Linked DNA regions of Gossypium hirsutum: region 2 is linked to region 1. The links are chromatin contacts, called in public Hi-C maps. All regions are on one chromosome and are shown on one strand. The core of a region is the stretch at or near the end of the contact, and the rest is flanking DNA. Distances in the headings are between cores, read along the strand shown. Region 1 holds the start of LOC107910582 (probable beta-D-xylosidase 7). Region 2 holds the start of LOC121214633 (ethylene-responsive transcription factor RAP2-4).

Region 1 (5,867 bases), core at 2,074-4,573:
AAGAATTCACATGGACATCCATTAAAGAACCAGAAGATTCTTTAATTTAAAAGAATTCTCATATGTTGCTTGCTCTCAATGAAAATTAATTATTAGAAACTCATTAGCTAAAGTTGAGATTTAATGTCTTGTATTTCTGAAACGAATATGAGCTCATTCATCCTCCATGTGGATAGTTTTGATATTATATGATTTTGGTAGATGCATCTACAAAATAATCACATTTGTGTTATCAATTTGCAACCTATCATTTGCAAGATTGCTTGTTTGAATAATTAATTTCAAATCATGCAATTAAGACAATTCATCTTGCTAATACTGATGAGTTTATATCTCAATCTTTTATTGATTGAGTTTGAAAATCTTTTGTAAAAGTTTGCGCATAATGGTTTAGAGAAATTATTGATTGAGCACCTCTTATTAATGTCTAAACCATTACTTATGAGAATTAAACTTCCTATTTCAACATGAGATTATGTTGATTTACGTGTTGTACGCATCAAGCCAATAAGTTATAAATACTCCCCATTACAATTGGTTTTTGATCAAGACCTAAACATTTCTTATCTTTGAATTTTTGTATGTGCGTATATGTTCCAATTGCTCCACGACAACGCACAAAGATGAGTGAATCCTCAAAGAAAGTTGGGAATATATATTAATTACAAGTTTCTTTATATTAATAATGTTTTAAATGTATTTGAGATTCAATTATGACATGATTTGTGATTACAATTTTGATTCGATAGTTTTCTCGACATTAGGGGAGAAAAATAATAACTTGTAATGAGTTAGAGGGAGAGTAATTTGAACCAGAAGTTCAATAAGGATAACTCATTACAAGTTAACTATTAGATGTATTTACAAAGTTAATGAGAATAACCAAGTGTTATATATCATCTAATATTTTAATTTGAATCAAAGTTCCAGTAGGACAATCAGTTAGAATAAATAATAGATTAATCGGTTCCAAAGATGAAAATTCTTTTAGATGGTCATATAGTGGAGGCGGATGCTCTAGAAGAGACCCGAGACATAACTAATAAGTAAAACTTCAAAAGAGATTCAGGTACTTGAAACTAAACTTTAAAATGATAAAAATAAGAGATTTCAATAAGTTACGTCAATTCGAGAAAATGTGGAACCGAATAATAAATATGATCGACAATTATTTTGTATGCAATATTATTATTGAAATAATGAAATAAAAGGAAGATCTTGAATTAATCTATTGAGAAATATAGATATGGAATAAATTGATCGAAATAAAAAGACGCAACTCAAGTACAATTAAATTCGTGGAGTTTTTGGACCAGTAGTCCAAATATTGAAAGGTATAAAGCCAATGAGGGTGCAATTGAAATAGTTTTGCAAAAGCAGAATAAAAATTGATTATGAAAAGATATAATATTCTTTTGTGGTGGAAGTAATAACCTTTAGATATATTATTAAATTGACAATTCATAAAAGATTTAACTTGCGTCTAATGGTTATTGTTATAACCTTTTATGAATCACTATATAGTAAAGTTTATATTAAAATCCTTGAAGAATTTAGGATGCTAGAAGCATATTGAAATTCTCAATAAATTGTTCATTTATATAAATTGAAATAATTTGAACATATGTGGCAAATTTGACTTAGTGAATAGTAGTTGAAGGAGGATTATAAAATGATCCAAAATACCTATTTGTGTTTTTATAAAAGAATCATGATTAAAGTTTGTTATGATTATTGTTGAATCTCTTGAAGAGATCAAAATATATTTCCCCAAATTTCTCTCACTCATGACTTTTAAAAGAATGGTAATATAAATGCTTAGCAAATACATTCAAATAGACATTTGAAAAACTAGTATTCAAGATTGAATACGTAGAATATAACAAAATATGTGATGCTTTCATGAGGGGAAGTAAATATGAGTTGCACTCTTTTTCCCTTAATCGAGGTTTTGTCCCATTGGGTTTTCCTGGTAAGGTTTTTAATAATGCAACATATTATGCATATTATAGATTGTGTACTCTTTTTCCTTATTAGGTTTTTATCCCACAAAGTTTTCCTAATAAGGTTTTAACGAGGTACATTATCTATAAATGGACATCCAATGGGGAGTGATATGAATATCTTATTAAGTGGATGTCCATCATGATTAAGATAAAGTTTTAATGTACTTTAAATTCTAATAGTTATTAGAATTAGATCTCTACTTCTTTTATACTTCTTATGCCTATAAATAGATATTCTGATGAAGTATTGTAATCCTTCCTTTGATCAATAAAGTACATTATTTATTGCTTTCATATTTTTTTTGTTCTTTATTCTCTCCGTCTCCCTTTATTTTATAACAACTTCAAAATTGTTATGAAATAAAAAAATAGAGAGAATAAAAATAAGAGAAATAGGAGAGCAAACGTAGTTACTTATTTTATTTATCAATAAAATAGGAGAGCAATACTTCTCCAAGTCTATATTTATAGACATAAGAAGTATAAATTACATATAGTTCTACTCCTAATGAACTTTAGAGTTTTAATGTATATCAAACTTTTTATTCTAATGAACATTCACTTTTATAATAATAAAATATTCAAAACAAAAATAAAAATATTAATTGATATTCAATTTAATAAAAAATTCAGATAATATATTTTATTTTAATAATTAATTGATGAACTTTAATAATGACTTTAATATTAATGAGAATAGTAATAATAAACCATTATTTGATTTTAATAAAAATATGATATAATAATTTATTAAAAATTATTAAGGGCATTTCACTATTTGTAATTATAATTTTAGAGTTGATAAGTTTTTGCTAGTGTTTTAACCCACAAATACAATATATATATAGACGGTATTGAAAAAATTAGTAACAAATCTTTAAAAAAAATAGTAATAAAAGGATTAATATATACGAAACTATTTAAATTTGGCAACTTGTACTTACTTGGTACGTTAATTGTTTTTTTTACCTAATTGATACCTAAATTTGAAAATTGTAAATCAATTTGATACTTTTTTTAGGTATCTGACTAACACTGTTAAAAACACTGTTAAAAAGATTGATATGACATTAATAGTCAATAGCATGATGACATGTGATAAAATTTTTAAATAATTTTTTATTTTTATTTTTATCATGTGTCAAAATGAAAGGTTGTCATGTATTATTAGATATCAATGTTATGTCCACGTATTTTGATGATGATGATAGTCAAATACCTAAAAGAAAATAATAAATTAATATGTTTCCAAATTTTGATATCAATTACGTCTAAAAGAAATTTTAGGTTCAAGTATTAATTCATAATAAACGAAAATCTTAATTAAAAAAATAACTCGTGATATTATCTTGTAACAGAATAAGGTCCCAAAAGCCCATTCAGTGTAACAGTGGTCCCATAACTCATTAGACAAGAGATGCAGCAAAGCTCTCACACCACTTCCTTGTCTATTCGCTCGTTCCAGTTCTGCTCTAACAATTCAGTCACCTTTACCAACATGAAACTCCCAACTCTATCCGTCCTTTATCTCATTCACCTTACTTCATTGCTGCTCATCTTAGCTGAGTCGACTCAGCCTCCGTTCTCCTGCGACATATCCGACCCACGAACCAAATCCTACCCTTTTTGCAAAACTACACTCCCCATCACCCAACGTGTCCAGGATCTGGTTTCCAGGCTCACATTAGACGAGAAGATATCCCAACTCGTTAACTCAGCCTCCTCCATTCCAAGACTTGGCATCCCTGCCTATCAATGGTGGTCCGAAGCGCTGCATGGTGTTGCCTATTCGTTGAGGGTCACGCAAGGTATTCGTTTCAATGGAACAATCCAGTCAGCCACCAGTTTCCCTCAAGTCATTCTCACCGCTGCTTCCTTTGATGCTCACCTTTGGTATCGCATTGCTCAGGCAAGTCCTCAAGGACCCCTTTTTTTTCATCTTTTTTTATGATTCATATTTTCAATTTATGATTGTTTTCAGGCAGTTGGAATAGAAGCTAGAGCTATTTACAACGCTGGACAAGCAATGGGCATGACATTTTGGGCACCCAACATTAATATATATAGGGATCCAAGGTGGGGAAGAGGGCAAGAGACGCCTGGTGAGGATCCATTGGTTTCTGGGAAATATGCAGTTTCATTTGTGAGAGGGATACAAGGGGACTCTTTTGAAGGTGGGAAACTTGGCCAACATCTTCAAGCTTCAGCTTGTTGTAAGCATTTTACTGCTTATGATTTGGATAACTGGAAAGGAGTGAAACGATATGTCTTCAATGCAAAAGTATGTGTAAATTGTACACGTCAAAATTTGTAACATAATTTGTTTGTTTGATTGGCTTTGAATTTGGAAAACTCCATTTTTTTGTGTATTTCAGGTCAGTTTACAGGATCTGGCAGATACATATCAGCCTCCATTCCAGAGCTGCATACAGCAAGGGAAAGCTAGTGGGATAATGTGTGCTTACAATCGTGTTAATGGAGTCCCTAACTGTGCTGATTACAATCTGTTGTCGAAAACAGCCCGAGGCCAATGGGGTTTCAATGGATACATCACCTCTGACTGTGATGCTGTCGCCATCATTCATGAAGATCAAGGATATGCTAAACTACCAGAGGATGCTGTAGCTGATGTTCTTAAAGCTGGTATTAGTTTTTTTTAATATCTAAAGCTAGGCTGTATTGATGGACGTTAATATCATCGTTATGAACCTTTGATCAACGAATTTTACAGGAATGGATGTCAACTGTGGTACCTATTTGAAGAAATACACCAAATCAGCTGTTGAAAAGAGAAAATTACCTGTATCTAAAATAGACAGAGCCCTTCATAACCTTTTCTCAGTCAGAATAAGGCTGGGGCTTTTCGACGGCAATCCAGTTAAACAGCCTTATGGAACCATTGGTTCAGATAAGGTCTGTTCTCAAGAGCATCGGAATCTTGCCCTTGAGGCTGCTCGAAATGGCATTGTCCTTCTGAAGAACACGGATAAACTCCTTCCGCTTTCGAAAACCAAAACTACTTCCCTTGCAGTGATAGGGCCTAATGCGAATTCTGCAAAAACACTTGTCGGAAACTATGCAGGCCCTCCTTGCAAACCTGTTACACCATTGCAAGGGCTGCAAAGTTATGTTAAAGACACCAGGTTTCACCAAGGTTGTAATGCAGTTAATTGTTCTTCTGCCTTCATTGCTCAATCAGTGAAGATAGCAAAAGGAGCAGATCATGTTGTGTTAGTAATGGGATTAGATCAAACACAAGAGAGTGAAGATCATGATCGTGTAGACTTGCTTCTTCCACCAAAGCAACAAAACCTGATTTCTAGAATCGCAAGAGTTGCCAAGAATCCAGTCATTTTGGTGCTTCTATCAGGAGGTCCGGTTGACATATCATTCGCTAAAAATGATCAACACATCGGAAGCATTCTATGGGCCGGTTATCCAGGTGAAGCCGGAGGTCGTGCATTAGCAGAAATTATATTTGGTGATCACAACCCTGGTGAGTTCATTTCTTTTCTTTGCATGATAAACAAAAGGCATACTTAAGTTTGTAAGCTTCAAATTTGTATACAGGAGGGAGGTTACCAGTTACTTGGTATCCACAAAGTTATGTTAACGTGCCGATGACGGACATGAGAATGCGACCTGAACCTTCATCCAGCTATCCCGGACGCACCTACAGATTCTACCAAGGACCGAAGGTTTTTGAATTTGGTTATGGTCTTAGCTACTCGAACTACACTTATGAAATTCTCCCTGTAACACAAAACAGGGTCCATATAATGGTTGAGAGCTCAAATCCTCACAGGTACTTGCCTGTTTCAGAGATGGGAGACGAAGTTTGTGAAAAAATGAAGTACACAG
Region 2 (5,414 bases), core at 2,501-5,000, 200 kb before region 1:
TATTTTAATATTTTTTCTCGATTAAAAATATGCATGGGACTAATATGATTATTTGTTTAGGTTTCCATAGGTGCATTTGATGGTACTCATATTGCCGCTATTCTTCCACCAAATGAACAAATTCTCTACATTGGAAGAAAATGTGTCCCGACTCAGAATGTTATGGTAGTATGTGATTTTAATATGTGTTTCACCTTTGTTATGGCTGGATGAGAAGGACTGACGCATGACACTAGAATATTTCTTGATGCAATTCGAGATCCAAAATACAAATTTTCGCACCCACCAAATGATAAGATATTTCTTTTATTTCTTTTTTTAAATAATAAAGTATAAGTTCTTTAATTGATAATTTTACAAAAATAAACAACTATTGAATTAATTGTTTATCATATTATGACATGTAGAAAAATGTTATCTTGTGGTTTATCATAATTGTTTATAATATGATGATGATGATGGTGAATCAAACAATTCAAGTGGTTTTGAAATAGAATTAACAAGATATGCTATAGCTTCTAGTTTAATGAATTCACTTTAATTGCAAATGCTAATGTAAAATTTGTAAAATTTATATTTGGTATATAAATATTACCCCTTTTTGAAACTTTAATCCAAATACATATAATATTTTAATTTGTTAGGTTTATGTTTTCTATGTTATGTTAATATCTAATATGGGTTATATATTCAAATTACATTTTAAAATAAAATAATACAATTGTGTTAAAATTATTAATTAAAAAATAATTTTTAAAATAATACAAATGTATTAATATCTAATTATAAATATTTAATGGTTATATTTAAATACTTAAAATATTATTTATATATTCTAATTAAATTTTATAAATAATTAATATTAATTAATTAAAATATTTAAAATTTATATTTCATATATTAAAATATTAACAACAAGTTATAATAAATTATTTTTATATTCTTGTTAAAATATCATAATATTAACTAATTTGAACATTATTTAAATACATATTTATTACTTTATAATACCATGTCTAAAATAGATATTTTATTTCTCAAAAGTATTTTTTGATAGCAATATTAAACACTTAATCTTAAATCAAACTTTTCAAACGACACTTTTTAAAAGTACTTTTCAAAAACAATGCTAAATTAACTCTAAGTCTACCCTAGTCAAAGCTTTTAGATAAAGAATTTCACACATCAAATTAGCTCAACTCAAATTCAAATTAAACAATTAAAAATAATTTTTATTTAAATTTAATTATAAAAATATATTAATATTAATATAAAATAATTTTAACATTTTATAATATATAAATAATGAATAGAACTGTGGAGTTGAGCTAAGGTAGGTTGATTTTAGGCTTAGGTTTCGACCCTATCCTGTACATTGACAATTTTAAGTTCTAAGTAAAAGCATGTATTTTAAACTTATTCTTAATTCATTTATATATTAACATTGATATGAAGTAATTACAATTTTAACTAAAATTAATTACTATTATTTAAAGAAATTAATGGAAAAGAAATGGATTTAAATATGAAATTAAAGAAATAATATATAATTAAATTAAATTTAGTTTAAAATATTTACATGCATTTGTATAAAAAAAATTAAAAGAGAAGACAAAAGAAAATGTAATTATCATTTAAGACAATATATTTTAAAATTAACCTACATATTTTAATTGAAAAATATTTAATATATGAAATTTAATAATAATTAAAAAAGTATAACTAATTAGATTTTTTTTAATAGAAACTTATAAAAGTAATTAGATATATTTCAAACCATAATGGAAAAATAGAGTTTTTATCTTTAGGAGTTTTTCCAATTAAAGAGTGTTTTCAAGTTTTGATTGTGAAGTAGGAAGTTTAATTTAGAATGAAGATGAGATAAATATTAGGCATGAAAGGGAACATTGTATTGAAGGGTAATTGTGTCCATTTCAATCCAACGTACAGCTACAACAATCTTCCACGCAAGTTCAATTATATTTTTCAGAAACATTGTCATTCAAAGTAGTAAATAAAAAAGATGATAAATTCAATTACACTGACACTAACAGGTTTCTACCTTGGTTCAGCTGTACAAAAAAACGAGCTGACCACCATGGGAAACATTTCCAATTCCTTATAAATACAATAGGCTAAGGACCCTGACCTGCCACCGCAACTACCAAAAACTCGATTGCAGTGAGCTTAACTGTTACAAGAAATGAAACATACCCTTCTTTTAGGATTTTAAAATAGAATCCCAATCAATCTCATATGAAGGGTATTTCGACAACATAAAGTTTTCCGAAGAAAAACCAAATTCAGGCCATGAATGTTCGTTGAAATTCGAGAATGTAAGATCTGATAAAGGTGAAGATTCTGCTGACACCTCGTTCTCCGACACAACCGGAGACGAAGATGAAGAGTTCTCCAACTTCACTGTCTTTTCCTCAGGTTCAGGCGTTGCCACTTGAACCTTGTCCTTCTTCATTTCCTTTGATGTTTTTTTCTTGTTCCCTTGCTTTTGGTCATGTTCCAAGCTTTCACAAATGGCTTGAAGCTTGGCATCAACGGAGGAATGCAAAGGCTTGTATTCACCAATATGGGAACCTTGGTGGCGAAGGTTAGGGAAGTTGAGTCTCGCTGAGTCACCTCTAAGTTTATAGGCTGCTTTGTCATAAGCCAAGGCTGCTTGCTCGGCCGTTTCAAAAGTGCCTAACCAAAGGCGAGTCCGGTTCTTAGGTAGCCGAATCTCAGCGACCCATTTTCCCCAGTGACGTTGCCTAACACCTCTGTAAAGCTTGGTGGGTTTGGGTGGTGAACCCATCTGTTTCATTGAGACTGGTTTGGGGCTAATAAACCTGACCATAATGTTACTGCTGAAGCTGGGTTGGGGATTTTGGTAAAGGTAGCTAGGGTGGTAGGTTTGGAAATGGAACTGAGCCTGGATTTGGTTGGATTGAGCTTGGTCTAAGTTGTTTAGATCAATAGTTGAACCAGGTTGAGGCTCTTGCAGACCTGAAAATGCTGGGTAAAAAGTGGCTTGTGTTTGTGAAGAAGATAAAGAATTGTAAGAAGGGGAAGGGGAAGGGGAAGGGGAAGAAGAAGAAGCACTCTTCATAAAAGGTTCAAGTGCTTCCATCAATTCTCCTCCATAGAAATCTGATTGAAATGCTCCGCTACTATTAAAATCCATTGTAGCTGTCATCTCTTAAAACCAAAAGAAAAAATAAAGAAGAAGAAGAAACAAAATCAAATAAAGCAACCTGTTTCTTGACAAAACTTAAGCACAGGTTTGAAAATCAGAAAAAGAAAAAAAGGATTAATCAAGGAGGTTCTTTAAAATATATAACCCCTCGAAATCAAGTCTAAAAATCGAACTTTAAGGGACCAAAAATCACCCTTTCAGTTGATTTTATCTACAGAACCAAAAAAAAAATTCTAAACTTTGCTTGGAAAGTGAAAAATATTGGAAGACTAAAAAAAGCTGGATCTCGATTCTGAAAACACCTGGCTTTTGAAGAAATCCTTGTCTAAGTTCTGAAAAACAAACCCAAATATCAGATTTTATATTTTCAAAGACAGATGATTAACAGAAAGGGATTCAGAGAAGCGGGATGTGGGGGGGGGGGGAGGGAGAATGTTCACAAAGAAAAACCCAGAATTAATCAATAGCTTAAATCTTGAAAACAGAATGAATAGAATAAAAAGATGAAAGAGCTGCTTTGATTTTCTCTCAAGTAATTTGGGGTGAATGACTCTCGGCCTCACTTGGGGATTTCCTTTCAGCTCCTTCTCTTTATATAGTGGTTGGGCTCCTTCATTAACTCTCTTAATCAGGGTTAAGACTTTTAACCTCACTTTTGATTGCTTTAACCAATAATCTTTTGAAACGCGTGGGGACATTCTTCCTTCCTACACATGTGTCCTGCTCTTTACAGGTGTTGGTGGTCACTCTGTAATATTTCTCACGGATTTAATTGCGCTATGTTTGACATTCCTTCCATAAACATTAGATCGAATCGAGTAAAAAAATTTCGAGTTAATTGAGTTGTTAAATTATAATTTATTAATTTAATTCGATTCAAATCAAGTCAAGTAAAATAAAATTTTAGTCGGATAAAATAAAATTTTTCGAGTTAAATTAAAATCTTGTTACAGTATAACTAATTTCATATTAGAACGCATAAATTTGAAACTATATATATTTGAAAATTTTTTAAAGCAAAATAATAAAAATAAATACTTTAGTATGATAAACTTGAATTATTAATTTATTTATTTAAGTCTCCAAAATTATTATTCTAGAAAATTATTAATTTTTAACTTTTTTTATATATTTTTATAGTTTTTTTTGAAATTTTTATAATTTTTTAAAAAAATTGAAATTTTTATAAATTTTTTGAATTTTAAAAGTTATTTTTAATTTTTTGAAAATTATTTTGATTTTTTTTGTAATTTTTGTTGAAAGAGACCAATTTGCTCATTTTCAAACTTTACAGTGACCAAAAGGGAATTTACATCAATTTGTTATTCGAATTGTAAAATTCAACTCGATTCGAACTCGAAACTCAAATTACTTATTTGAGTTTACTCAAATAATTCGATTAACTCGAAATGCAATTTTTTTTTAATTTTTTCGAATCGAATCGGGTTTTACTCATTCTACTTGTGTTTAAACTTTGAGTTATTGCTTTTTTTCTCCCTATTTTTTTAATAAAATGATATTTTAAAATAGGGTAAATAACATAGTTAGTCACTTAATTTTCAAAATTTTTTATTTTTGGCACAAGAAAATAAAAGACATAATAATTTTTTTGCTCTCCAACTTTACAAAAAAATCATTTTAGCCCTCAATTTAATTTTTTGCCTCTTTTAGCCATTGAAGTTATTTTTTTGTCAAATCACCCAAAAATGAATGAAAAAATTAATACTTGTTAACTTTGCTGACATGACATATATGTAAATTGCTATATGTATAGCATGTCAACATTTAATTAAATTTTTAAAATTTTAAAAATATTAAAAAGTATTTCAAATAATTTTAATGATTTTAAAATTTTAAAATTTTAAAATTTAATTTTTTTAAAATTAATTAAATATTGACGTGTCATTCATGTGGCAATCCACGTGTATGCCACATCAGCAAAGTTAAAAAGCTTTAACTTTTTCATCAATTTTGGGGTGATTTGATAAAAAAACACAAGTTTAATGGCTAAAAAAGGAAAAAAATTAAATGGAGGGTTAAAATGATTTTTTTGTCACTTGAAGAGCCAAATAAGTCATTATGTCAAAATAAAAATTTTCTTTCAGAAACTGCCGCTAAAAACCATTTTCATTTTAAGCTTGCCTTTAAAAGTTGTTCACCCAGTTCTTAATTCAATGTTATTGTACATTCGTTTTAATCACCCAACTTTAGTAAGTTTTCATTT

What was found. A called contact is a pair of places that touch in the nucleus more often than the background predicts.
Region 2: a contact with region 1 is called in a Hi-C map of leaf, with 4 times the contacts expected there. The contact joins the promoter of LOC121214633 here to the promoter of LOC107910582 in region 1. A contact is called at or near these places in 2 of 34 Hi-C or Micro-C datasets (both in leaf).

The regions. Positions count from the first base shown.
Region 1 is chrD02:14,223,164-14,229,030 of Gossypium_hirsutum_v2.1, reverse strand. It overlaps LOC107910582 (probable beta-D-xylosidase 7), which reads left to right and starts at 3,323. Exons shown (of 5, transcript XM_016838461.2): 1 at 3,323-3,915; 2 at 3,988-4,287; 3 at 4,382-4,649; 4 at 4,738-5,502; 5 at 5,577-5,867. The coding sequence starts at 3,424.
Region 2 is chrD02:14,425,957-14,431,370 of Gossypium_hirsutum_v2.1, reverse strand. LOC121214633 (ethylene-responsive transcription factor RAP2-4) reads right to left here and starts at 3,750. Exons shown (of 1, transcript XM_041088479.1): 1 at 2,016-3,750. The coding sequence starts at 3,190. The coding sequence ends at 2,222.